3 separate regions of the Mus musculus genome follow, and all the other regions are linked to region 3. Evidence: chromatin contacts called from public HiChIP or PLAC-seq and promoter capture Hi-C data. All regions are on one chromosome and are shown on one strand. The core of a region is the stretch at or near the end of the contact, and the rest is flanking DNA. Distances in the headings are between cores, read along the strand shown. Region 1 has its middle 54 kb from the start of Camk1g. Region 2 has its middle 16 kb from the start of Mir205hg. Region 3 holds the start of Plxna2 (plexin A2).

Region 1 (4,245 bases), core at 237-2,736, 1.2 Mb before region 3:
GAACATTTCAGAATAGGGAGCACAGGGCTCAAGGACTTTGCACTAGAACCCACAGCCTTGGATCTTACCTGTTCTGCAAGTCTTTGATATGGTCTCTGGTTCCCCTCTAGATGGTCTTAGGTCTGTGGATGTGTTTGCATCTGTGCACATGTGTCTGCATGGATGTGTGTATAGTGTGAGCCTGATGGTTAGTATTGATCATCAATATTACAGAATCTAGAATCACCTGGGATTTGGGGCTCTGGACATGTCTGTCTGTGGGTTATCCTGAATGAACTAATTGAGGTGGAACAGCCCACCTACTTTGGGTGACATCATTCCCTGGGCCGAGACCCAGGACTGTCCACATGGAGAAAGGGGACTGGGTAGGATCCTGGACTATTCACATGGAGAAAGGGATCTGAGTACTATGTTTTGCCTTTAACTGCTTCCTGACTGAGGATGCAAGATGCACAATTCCCTCAAGCACCTGCTTCTGCTGCTTCTGCTTCTGCTTCTGCTGCTGCTGCTGCTGCTACTGCTGCTGCGGCTTCCCTACCAAGATGAGCAGGGATGAAAAACCAAGGATAAAAATAAGCTCTCTGTCCCTTAAACTGCTTTGGTCAGGGTGTTTTTATCACAGCAACAGGAAGAGATGTGAAGACATGATCATATAGGTGATTTGTAAGCATGCCTCTGCTGCTCTGGCCTCTGTACTGGGCTGGGCTCTGTACTGGGCTAGCCTCTGCTGCTCTGGCCTCTGTGCTGGGCTGGGCTCTGTACTGGGCTAGCCTCTGCTGCTCTGGCTTCTGTGCTGGGCTGGGCTCTGTGCTGGGCTGGGTTCTGTACTGGGCTGGGCTCTGTGCTGGGCTGGCTTCTGTGCTGGGCTGGGCTCTGTGCTGGGCTGGGCTCTGACCTGGGATGGGCTCTGTACTGGGCTGTAGGGTGAGGTCAGCATAGGACGAGGCAGGCATCACCATCCTGCTGGCTCATGGGGGACCTCTTAGCAGAGATTCATGAGAGGAGGCTCTATCCTGTACAAGAGAAAAATCCCTGAAATGATTAAATGTCCTCTCTTTTGAACATGTCTTCATGTGTGTCGGTCTGTACAATGGATAGGTGCCCGGCAATAGATGGTCCCTCAGGCTCCCATCTGTCAGCCATTTCTGCCTGGGCCTCACCTTTCCTCCTGGATCTCACTATGGTGATCCCTCATGCAAACAGTCCTCCCCCTCTTTCTCATTTCCTCCTCTCTTTGCAGTCACTTCTTCAGTCCATTCATTGTGGTCTCTTCCAGGCTCCCAAATGTGCAGGCTGTCCCTGCATTTTTAGAGCCCTTCTGAAGTCCCATGTATTCCCAAATGGCTTATGAAATGACCTTTGTTTGTCCCCCCATCCCCCGTGGAAGAGCCAATAGAAGCACCTGCCTTTATAGGAGCGCCTGTATCTCCAGAGAGGAGCCGTGTGGGAGGTAGAGGAGGTGAAGGGCAGGTGTGTGCAGTTGAATAAAGAAAATGCATGTGCTTCCTGGCTTGAAGTGTGGACTGTACTGAGGCAGCATAGACTTGTACAGAGGGGGCTGCCTCTACCGCACATTTTTGCTGTGGTTTGACCAAATCCCCTATCTCACAGCTCCCACTGTTACATGAGGCTTAACCATCCGAGGCTTTTATAAAGGGGTCTCCTGCCTCCTTGTGCTTTGTTTCCACTGTGGGAAGCCAACTGCATGCATATCACGTCCCCCTGTATCCTGGCAGCGGAAGCCCAGACTTCTTATCAGCTGTAGTTCATTTGTAAATTATTAACCTTTCAAGAGCCAATATTTGCCCGAGGCCTTCCTTCCAGCCCGTCTGGAGTATTAGCGATGGGCAGGGAGGCCGGGAGGAGAAGGTGGCACAGGAGCGGGGTCAGGGGAGAAGTGCCCTTGCTGTTGCTTGGTGGGAGATGGGCACTGAATGTCTCTGGTTCTGAAGACAGGATCTGACCAGGAGCAGCAGGAATGCAGCGGGCTCTTTCTCAGCCCAGACTGGGAGGCTGCCACGGCAAAATGGGTGTCTTTTGATGCCTGTGATCATCAGATTGCCGGGAACAAGATTTTCAGGCACTTTTGGGGACAGAACAAAGCAGGATTTCCAGACAAGGGACTGGGAACAACTCCAAGGTGTGGGGGCTCTGAATAAATGGAGACATGGCTTGTTCCTTTTGTACAGTTAATCCTTTCATGAGTTTCTCTCACGATAACCTTAAACGCAGGACCCCTGGGATAGGGAGATGGCTCAGAGTTAAGAGCACTGGCTGTTATTGCAAAGAACCCAAGTTTGATTCCCAGCACTGACATGGGGACTCACAGCCATCTGTAGTTCCAGATCCAAGAGGTCTGACACCCTGGGTGGCCTTCCTGGGTTCTAGGCATGCACATGATTCATATACATACATTCAGGCAAAAATGCCAGTAACTGTGAAATAACAAAACAAAAAGAAACCCACAAAAAAAACATCAGAACAAATAATCAGGACCTTGTGTGACTTGGTATTTGTTACTTTTGTGTTGCTGCAATAAACACCAGGTCTAAAACCGACTTATAGAAGGAGTTTATTTTGGCTTAAAATTCCAGAGGAATTTTAAGAGTTCATCATGGCAGGAAAGCGTGACAGCAAGCAGGCAGGCAGGCAGGCAGGCAGGCAGGCAGGCAGGCAGGCAGGGCAGCCTAAACAGGGAGCTGAGCACTTACATCCTCAACCACAAACAGAAAGCAGAAGAAGCAAACTCTCAAAGCCTATCTCCAGCAAAGCCACACCTCTAGCCTATCCAAACATCACCGCCAACTGGGGACACAATGATCAAATTCCTCGGCATTTGGGGGACACTTCTCATCCAAACCACCACAGGCTTTCTCTCAGAATGTCAGACTTTCAAGCCCAGGCTTCCCGGCCTCTGCTCCCCATCTCTCCAGGAAATTTCTTAGTCCTGAGACCCAACTTCTTTCTCTGTAGTTTCCCTCAACCACCGTAAGGACTCAGGAGCTGATACTGAAAGGGATATTGCCCTGGTTACTGAGGCTGAAGAACGAAATACCAGAACTACTAAAGTGAAACCTTTGCTTTCCTGGGATACTTGAGGCTGGTCAGCTGAAGCTGAGAAATTGGTGGTAATTAACAAGAAACCAGTATCACTGAATTAAAATCTTCTGGGAAGTGTTTCCTGGGAGCAGACAGAAGATGTATTCCAGAGTCAGCTAAGGTTGCACATCGTGCTGGCAGCCAAACTTGGTAGTTAAGGTGGCACTAGTTTTAAAATCATGAAGGGATCATGAAGAACAGCTGAAGCTTGGCACTGTGAGAGGCCAGGAGAGTCCACTGGAGAAGCTGCAGCCTCAGAAGCAGTTGAAGGCATGGGATTTAAGGGGTCAATATAGAGAAGTTGAGACTTGACACCAAGAAGAGAGCCTATGAGAGACTATTGGTGAATGTGCAGCCCAGTTACAACAGAGGACTCCAGCGTTGTAGAGATGCCAGCGCTATGGGATGACCATCAAGGACAGCAGCAGCAGTGGAGTGAGCCAGCAAAAGCCTAGAAAAGCAGCTGTGTGTGCTGCAAAGGGAGAAGCTGGAGAAGTGACCCAACCTTTGGAGGAGCCCAGACGTTCATGAGTGGATCCCAGACATTGGTTGGACCTTGAATTATTATGAAGTTGGAATTTGGTTTTGCTTTGTTCGGATTATGAATGTGCCCTGGTTCTTCCCTTTTGAAGTAAGGAAGTATCTAACTTAATTTTGATTTATTTTTATTATTTATTTATTTATTTATTTACAGGAACTCATAGCTAAACGTCTATGAGATTTTGGATTTTTTTTTTTTTGAGACTGCATGTGTTAAAGGAACTGAATTTTTAATGTGTTTGACCCTCATAATCATTGCCACCATGAAGACTAAGCAGGGAAGGTACCTTGGGGACCTTGTACATGCTCGGCATATAATACACACTTAAAGAAGAGAGCTGGGGGTGGTGATATTTGTACTTGCTCAGCATGTACAAAACCCTGGCTTTGATCTGCATCACTACATAAGCCAAATGAGACAGCACATGCCTATGATTCCAAAATGGGGGCAGGAAGATCAGAAACTCAGGGTCATTCTTGGTGTTATAGTGAGTTCCTGACCAGCCTGGGCAACAGGAGACCTTGTCTCAGAGGGAACAAAAAGAGAAACTTAGGTTTTTAAAGCATAACTACGGTTAGAAATGATTTATGAAAAAGCTAACTTCT
Region 2 (4,185 bases), core at 1,658-4,157, 1.1 Mb before region 3:
GAGGAGAGGAGAGGAGAGGAGAGGAGAGGAGAGGAGAGGGGAAACTCAGGGTTGGAGAGTGGTAACAAGAGTGCTCTACAAGTTAAAAAGTTCTAAACTCAGGGTGTATTTGTTTAAGTTCTAGTCTTAAAAAGCCCCCAGAGCTTAGCTTTAGCTGGCCTTAGTGGTCAATACCTGTCTCTGAGACCAACAACCAGCTTCTTGACTCTCAGCCTGCACTTTTTTCTGCCATAACAGTTTCTTGAAGGTCACCCGAACTTGATTAATTAAGTGCTGGTTTGTTAAAAAGTGTTTTGGGAAATTGAAGAGAGGAGAAAGGAAAATCTAAAACAATTCTTAGAATCCAAAATGAAAGGACAATTGGTTTATTACTGTTATGCCCCTGCACTTAGAAAATTCTGGGAGTGCTTTCTTGGCTGGATCTTTTCATGTGGCCAGAAGCTGGGATGAAGCCTTGAGTCAGCTCTGAAGATGAACTTGGTATTTCCCTCCAATTAGTTAATGTCTTCATGGCCATTTCTGGGAACAGTATTTTCTGATAATCTAAAATCATGTTTGTGCTATGGGGGAGGATGTTCAGGGAAATTTATATTTTTTCATGCATTTATACTGATAAAGAAAGGAGCCATTTAAAATTCAGGCTTTGGGGATTTTCTTCTGATTTATTATTAATTTTCTCATTTCAAAATTTAAAATCTTCCTCAGCCTAAAACATTTTTAACCAACTTTCTCTGTTTTGCCTTTTCCCCTTCCTCTTCTCTTCTCTCCCACCCCACTCCTTTCTCTCTTCCCCCTCCTCCCTCCCTTCCTTCTTTCTATCTTAAACTTAAAATGTTTTCCTGCCTCAGCATCCTGAGTGCTAGAATACCACACGTGGTCGAAGGTTTTACCACCAAGAGTGGGCTTGATTTGACATCTGAATATCTGGAACTTAAGCAGGTTTGTAACTAGAGGGACAGCCTCAGACCTGCCCTAGTTTGGCAGTGCACACTGGCCCTCTTTTCTTCCTTCCCCCTGCTCAGCCCAATTCTTGCCTTTCACTGCTGGGCTGCACTGAGGGAGATGCTGTTTGCTGGTTATGTGGACACATGGACTTTAGTTTGGATGAGAGGAATCTGAGGAGGCTTGAGAGGAGTTTGGAGCTGTTGGGACGAAGCCCTGGAGTTCTCTTAAACATGCTCAGGTCCTTCCCTGCATGGTGGTGCAGGCTGACAATTTCAGTTCTGGAGAGGTAGAAACAGGAGGATCCCTGGGGCTCACTGACCAGCCAGCCTAGTCTAAGCAGGGATACTCAGCCTGGTAAAAGAGTCTGTCTGAAAAAATAAAGCGAATGGCATCTGAGGATAAATGATAGCTGAGATTGACCGTGGCATCTATATACATTTTGTATGTGCCCATGTGAACATGTGTGCACACCTATTACTGAAAGGTAATGGACTAACCGAGGCCTTTTGTGACTTGATAAGATGTCCCTCACTAATGCAGCGTCTTTCTTGAATATCCAAGATGATGGTCAATTCTGAAGCACTTTGGGAGTGTGATTTGGGAATTCTCTTATGAGGGACTGGAGGGATATAGACTTCTCCACTGCATCACATATATCCTCTGGAGGAGCTTTCCATATCTAGTGCTTCCCAGAGTCAAAGCCTCATTCCGTGTCTTTGTTTTAAGCCTAAGGTTCTTTCCTCCGAGGGTCTCATCATCTTTATCTGGGTATTCCACAGGACTCAAACCGAACCTATACGTAACTGAGTTCATCTTCCCTTCACAGTTGATCTCTTACATCCCACTGAGCTCTCATGCCTTCAGCAGTTACCTGTGATTCTTCTAGATGCTTTGCTTTCCATATGCCAATCGTTATGACAACCTATCAACTCTAGTGTTTTAATGTGACTTGAATCTAATAATTTCCACCCACTATGATTACTCTTCCTTTAGACTGTGAACCTACGTTGACTCCCATAGACTCAGTCACTAAGATGGCAATATGGGCTGTTTTAAAATAGCCTTTGCTGTAGAACTCCTGCTGGTGATTTCATTACCTTGAATCCCAATAACTACAATATATTCCCCATTTTACTGGCCTTTTCCTTAACCAAGAATAGGTAGTTCCATTTCTTCTGTTTATGGCAGAGAAATCTATGAAAACATAAAGCCTTTGTCTAATGCGAGGTACCAATAGACACTTAGATATCAATTAGATACCTAGATCCATTTCTTTGGAAAACAGTTGACCAGGAATGGATGGCTGTGCCAGGTAATTAGCAGAAATTTAATTTTAAAATGAATTTGATATTTGGGCTCAACTTTCCATTTTTTCCCCATCTAACTATGCAGATCTCTGTCTCTGTCTCAGTCTCTCTGTCTCTTTCTGTGTCTCTCTGTGTCTCTGTCTCCTTCTCTCTCTGTTTCCTTTTCCATCTCTCCTTCCTGTGTAGACACCAAATCCCTGGCATCTTTTCCCTTTCCCCAAAGACCACTAAGGAAGGCAAAAGCTAGCTATAAGAGACCAGGCATCTCAGGTTTCACCCTCTGCAAAGTCAGTGTAAATGCTTTCACTTCGCATCCTGGCATCGGAACATGACATGACATGTTTTGCTGATGCTCCATCTTAGACCTGTTGGAGAGGAAAAGAAGCCTGCCATGGTTCATTGTTTCAAGAAAGCTCTCCCCACCCCCCCTTTTTTTCCTCACTACCAAGAGTGGGGGTGGGGAAGAGGAGACCTCATTTAATTTCACAACCGTCCCTTGCTGTCCAGACTTGCTCAGAAGCCAAGCCTTGAAGGGGTCAGATACTTTTGTGGGGGTATCTTCTGCTTTGAGAAGAAAATATTTTCTGAACAGGAGGTCATAGAGACCTTGAATAGCTATACTATTTCTGCTGAAGGGAAGCAAGCTGCTTGGCTCTGGCTTGCCTGGGTTGGGGTGCAAGGTAGGAAAGGGGCTGATGTTTGTGGAGTAGAGGGCAGGAAAGTGTTGTAATGAGGAAAATAAGCTTTCTTAGGAGAATCGGGGTTGATGGTCTAAGTTATTTGTTCTGAAAGAAGCAAACACATGGCTCTGCACAGAGAGATAATTCTCTGGATTTGAGTGAAGTCTTTTGATCTGCAAGAGAATTTCAAGGCACAGCAGAGCATAAGAGACATGTCAGGCTTTTACACTTTCAAACAAAGGTAAAAAGCATGGGTTTTGCAGCTGGCTTGCTTTGTTGTGATGCTCTGATAATAATTTGTCAACATGTTTTATTTATCTCAGCTCTTCATCTGATTGACTTAAATGATTAATTATGTACCAGTTTTTCTTGAGGTCTTGATTTGCAATTTGTTACTCCTGTTAATTTTTAAAAAAATATTGGATAAAAAACATCTCATGCCTACTGAAATTGAACGAACTGCCTGCCTTTATTTTATCGAGAAAATGAACCCCAATAACATACCACGTTATTGTCTAAAACTTATTAATGATTAGAAATTTCAAAGCATCTGTCTGCTGGAATTGTAGATCAAGAAATCCAGGGACAAAAGGGGAGATTATTGGTGATCTCCTAGTGGGTCTCATTCAGGATTTCTAGGAGCACATACTGTTGTTTTGGATTTTTGTAGTGACGAGACTAAGGGGCACCGTTTCATTGAATGCTGGACACTTAGAGTACCAAGTACTTAGAGTACCAAGTACCAAGTACAGCAGAGTATTTCCTGTCCAAGTGACAGTGCTGCCTCTGGTTAGCACTATCCTGTTCCTCCACTCAGACATGAGAATACCAAGGTCCTGACACTCCTCCCTCACCGTACACACACACACACACACACACACACACACACACACACACGCCCCCCTCCCCACTAATGAAATAGCAACAAGCAATTCAGTTTCTTCTACCCCCATATGCTGGATGACAGTTTCCACAATGAACTCAGTAGCTAAGACCACAGTTGCCTTGCTGTGCAACACTGCAGAGGACTTCTTAGAAGAAACATAGTAATAGATATGATTTCTAAGCTTCACTATTGTAAACTTAGTTATATGGGATATAGTCTTAGAAATAATCTCTAGGGCCCGAGAGGATGTCTTAGTCAGTAAAATGCATGAGGATCTGAGTTTGGATCTCTAGCACTCACAGAAAAGCTGGGTGCAGTGGCATGCTCCTGTAATCCCAGTGTTGGTGGCCTCAGGAGATGGGCAGAT
Region 3 (4,404 bases), core at 212-2,711:
TAATGAATTGATTAATTTAAGAGTTTTTAAATGAGGTAACCATGTTTTGTTTTTAAGAATAGCTAATTGGACCAGGTATCCAGTGTGGTGGCATATATTTTTGAGTCTAGCACTTGGGAGGCAGAGGCAAGCACATTTTTGTGAGGTCTTAGCCACTATGGTTTGTAGTAAGGAGTTCCAGGACAGCCAGAGATACATAGTGAAGAAAACCAAACCAACCAAACTACCAAACAGCCAACTCTACATCCCAAAATCCCGTGTCTCTAATATAGTTGATGAAAGTGATCTTCTCTTCTCTTCTCTTCTCTTCTCTTCTCTTCTCTTCTCTTCTCTTCTCTTCTCTTCTCTTCTCTTCTCCTCCTCCTCCTCTTTCTTCTTCTTCTTCTTCTTCTTCCTCTCTCTCTCTCTCTCTCTCTCTCTCTCTCTCTCTCTCTCTCTCTCCTACTGAGAATTCAGTCAACTGTTTTTATATGCTTTCAGAAGCATCCCACATCCCTCTTTCTTTTTATACCGGTGAAGAGTATGGCCACAAGAGGGCAGTAGGGGACATTTGTCAGACACTTTGATGTGTTGAGTAAACTCGGTGTGTTCAATCTCCATCGGGGAATTCGAAGACCCTGAGACCTTGCAGGGGTATAGCTTGCACAGGCCCTCGCGGGAAAGCCGTAGCCGCAGTTGCAGATTCACAGACTACGAACCAAGGAATCAAGACCCGTGAGCGCGGAAGCAACCAGGACTGAAAAATCCTCTTTTCTGGGGATATTAAAGTTGTCTTAATCTTCTAGCCATTACCCTCTGCCTCCAGTACGAGGCGGGCTCGCGGGTCTGGATAATGCAAACGCTCCTGGTACTATGGTTTCCACAGCACCCACCCGAGTCAGCCCCTACCTCCTTTTCCAATGGAACAGGAAACCGGAGATGCAAAGCCAGACTCCTCTTTAAAATGTAGAAATAATTATCAACAACTTCAAACCTCTTTTGACAGCTCGTTGGCTTTCTAGAATTTGTAGGGTAGAGAAATTTGCTGTTCCGAAATCCGACACCCCATCTCAAGCCCATCAGTAATATATGTCCCTCCACACTCACCCCTAGCTCACAGGTGAAGAGAAAGGAGGGGAGGCTTTGCTTGGTGACAGGTGACGCCACGCGAGGGGATGGGGTGCTCTCATCACTCTGATCCCCTCCCGAAGCCTAGCCAGCTGGCTTACCAGGCCCCAAGACATGAGTCCCTAGACCCTGGTACAACCTTTCTGGGCCCTTGACTACTGACAGTGTCTGGTGGTCCAAACTGAGCGAGCAGAACGCCTGCAGAGCCGTAGCTCTGCCGGGTTCTTGGGTGGACCAGCTAGGGTATTCGGTCTGCGCGGGCGGGGCGCGTGGGCGGGGAGGGGGTTAACGCGGCCTCTATGATAATGAGCTGAGCGGTAATATAGGAGGCCGGCTGAGGGCGCCGCCACCGGAGCTGAGCTGAGCCGCGCTGCGCGCAGCACTGTCCGCGCAGAGCCGAGTGGGGGCGGCTGGAGCAGCTGCTGGGATCCTTCAGCTGAAGACGAGCGATCAGATCTGGTGGACCCGTGAGCCGTGGAGCCGCGGGGAGCTTATGGGCCCGGTCGCAGACAGAGCTGGCAGCGGTTCCTGGAGGAAATAGGGCCGAGCAAGCCAGGAGCAGAAGGGAAGGAAGCGCGGGATCGCTGATGTCAGAGCAGCCCGGAAAGTCGTGCTGGAGAAAACTGAAGACACCCGGCTTTGAGCCGCCCCGGAGGGACCCTGCGGGACCCCACGCCCCTTCACAACCGGGTCCCTGCGCACAAGCGACTGGGACGAAGACGCGAGGAACCATTCGGGGGCCACCCCAGGAATACAGGCAAGCGGCCGGCGCGGGCCGAGGATTTTAATGATCCTGGGTTACATGTGGAACTGGCTGCCAGTGTGACTCCCGTCAGGCAGGACTGGGCGCACGCTGCCCTGGGCAACCGCCAGTTGAGCGGACGAAGAGGGGACGCAGGGACAGACAGACACTGCCGAGCTGGGTAAGCAGCGCCCTCCGCCCTTTCCCCGAGCGCGCTCCCGCGGCGGTTCCTCCGGCGCAGCCTCCTCAGGTCCCCTTGGGGTCCCGGCCCCGGCCCCGGCTTGGTTGTGGCGGCGAGTATACGCGCGTGATCCGCCACTTTCGCAGCTGCAGTCTCCTGTCCAGGCTTCCGGGCCATAGACTCCAGCGGCTCTGGTGGTTCCGGCGCTCCGTGGCGCGCTTATAGCGCGCACCTGCCGGCTGTCTGCAGCTCTGGGGAGCGCCTGAGCGACGAGGTCGTCCCAGGGTTGGAGCCCAGAGAGGGCCTCCGTGGCACTAGCAAGATAGCCTGGAGCGACTATGGCCGGAGGCCGGTTGGGGGGCGTTCACCAGGCAGTGTAGTCCCGGGTGGCCGCTGGCTGTTCCAGTGGTTCAGTAGACTGGGAATCACCGGGAAGGAGAAGGCATCCTTTGCGTGCGTTCCGGGAATCTGTGAGAACGGTTTGGAAGCACTGTAGTTAAGTGTTCCTGTCCCCATCCCCCATGGCATAGTGCCCAGCTGGGGCCAGCCCCCTTGGTTTGAGCAACAGTGGTGCTGGTTGAAGTGGGAGTTTGTCCAGAGTCCAAGAGGCTCCTTAAAGCTCATTTCCCTCCATGTACTCTTTTTTGCCCTACCTCACGAAGTGATAGGATCTTAGAAAATTCCAGTTTCTTTTACTCATAGGTAGTCTTCGTAAATGTTCATCTTGAGCTGTATGTCAAAAGCTGAAAATGTCATTCCTAGGGCCCTCAAAAATGCCCACCTGTTTAACATGACCCTTGCCCTAGGAAGGGCTATCTCTTCAAATAGCTCAAGTAGAGATAAGAGGGAGAAAAAGCTGGGGGGAGGGAGGGGGTGCAACTTGGGAGAACAGGTCAGTCCCTACCATCTGGAAAGGAGAGTAGTTGTTGAGGGCAAGAATGTTCAGTGAAGATCCAAGATCACAGACAGATTAACTCTCTAGCCACTCATATGCACAACAGACAGAGGTGGATGGCTTTGGGGAGTGAGGCTACCAGATGTCTCTGAAGGCCATCTGTGGGGGATTAGACATTTTGAGACACAGCCATCCTTGCAGTGGACCAGGTCTGTACAGTTGAGTATCTGGGCTAGAACACAGACAATACTGAGATGGCTGCTTTCAACAGACCTGGAGTCAGGTTCAGCTCTCTGCAATTCCACACAATAGCAGGCCTGTCATACTCAGTCTCTTTCCAGATCTTGAAACTTCATTCTTCGCTCTGGGCTGACTATGAATGTTGGGGCTTTCCAGTAAGAACCCGTGCTCCTAGAGGAGCTTAACCCTGGCTGGAGGAATTCAGCTGTTCCTAATTGAAATGCACAACTTTCTGTGTAATCACCCTGGAAAACTCCTACAGTTGCAAGCAGCCCTCCATCCGCTGACCTCCAGGCAGGAAGATAGAAGAATTCATTAACTTCTCTTCTCCCCACAGAGCATCATTGGAAGTAATTACCTGTGATCTCTGCTGGGTGGCCTAGGGGTGGAAAATTGAGAGAGGGCAGGGAACCAAGGAAACAGAGTGGAATCTTGCCCCGTACCCCAGGAGGTTGCTTTTTTGTTTGTCTTCTACCTGACATCACCTCCTCTTGGTGCTAAGCCCCCACCCATCCCACAACTTGCCTCTACTACCACTCGCTAGTGTTACCTAAAGAACCTGTCTTCTCTTTTTCACAGTTAATCTTGTCCAAAAAATCTGTTGATAAAGGGGGCTCTGACTGATCTCTGTCCCCATACTGTCCTCAGAAAATTTGCACTGGGATGGGGGTAAATAGTCTTGAAAAACAAGAGAATATGGCTTTTGACCCATCTATAGAGGACACTCTGCTGAAGAGCAGCAAGCTCTGAGGTGCCAACGAGTTGGATAGTTTTCCCTCCAAGGGAAAAAAAGGCAAGGGGGTCTCTCAGCTGTTCCATTTTCATTGTTGTCAGGGCATAGGGACAAGGACCCTCACAGACTGGATCCAGGCAGGGGTGAAGAACAGCTGACCTTTTGGCCTAAGACTAAAGGAAGAACAGACAATAATAACATATGACTATCACTCAAGACTATGCCATCCCAAGGCTGCCGGTCCCTATCAGAGCTGCCCCGAACATCTCTCCTGTCTCTAGACTGTCAATGAAGGACTGCCCTCCAACATCCTTGACCAGGAGAAGTTGTATATGTGGTAGATGGTTAAGTTCAGCATCTGTTTTGCAGGAGTTATGTGCTCTAAATAAGGTTGGGAAGCCTCAAAAAACAGCCTCTACTAGGCCCCCTCTCCTGCTTACAAATACTCCTGATTATTCAGCTAATCTTTATTTCATGGGCAAGGAGACACAGGAGCAGGAGGGGAA

Evidence for each region. Promoter capture Hi-C pulls out the DNA fragments that hold promoters and counts their contacts. HiChIP or PLAC-seq counts read pairs in DNA pulled down with a chosen protein or histone mark.
Region 1: an HNF4G HiChIP or PLAC-seq map of pancreatic cancer cells shows a contact between it and region 3. The contact joins the enhancer-like site here to the promoter of Plxna2 in region 3. A contact is called at or near these places in 4 of 39 promoter capture datasets (the 3T3-L1 cell line, hippocampal neurons, liver and 1 more) and 14 of 115 datasets of contacts at active chromatin or transcription factors (the NIH/3T3 cell line, SST interneurons, VIP interneurons and 10 more).
Region 2: a contact with region 3 is called in a promoter capture Hi-C map of the 3T3-L1 cell line, with 12 times the contacts expected there. The contact joins the enhancer-like site here to the promoter of Plxna2 in region 3. A contact is called at or near these places in 5 of 39 promoter capture datasets (the 3T3-L1 cell line, cranial neural crest, hippocampal neurons and 1 more) and 6 of 115 datasets of contacts at active chromatin or transcription factors (SST interneurons, astrocytes, differentiating embryonic stem cells and 3 more).

Annotation. Positions count from the first base shown.
Region 1 is chr1:193,422,230-193,426,474 of GRCm38.p6, forward strand. No RefSeq gene overlaps it. Among named protein-coding and RNA genes, the nearest start is that of Camk1g, 54 kb to the left of the region's middle. Within about 2 kb of position 1,487, at least 44 of the 459 cell types and tissues checked have an H3K27ac peak or open chromatin away from gene starts, as enhancers often do. A contact at or near this core is called in pancreatic cancer cells, where this site is marked.
Region 2 is chr1:193,524,099-193,528,283 of GRCm38.p6, forward strand. No RefSeq gene overlaps it. Among named protein-coding and RNA genes, the nearest start is that of Mir205hg, 16 kb to the left of the region's middle. Within about 2 kb of position 2,908, at least 8 of the 459 cell types and tissues checked have an H3K27ac peak or open chromatin away from gene starts, as enhancers often do.
Region 3 is chr1:194,618,368-194,622,771 of GRCm38.p6, forward strand. Plxna2 (plexin A2) reads left to right here and starts at 1,462. Exons shown (of 32, transcript NM_008882.2): 1 at 1,462-2,030.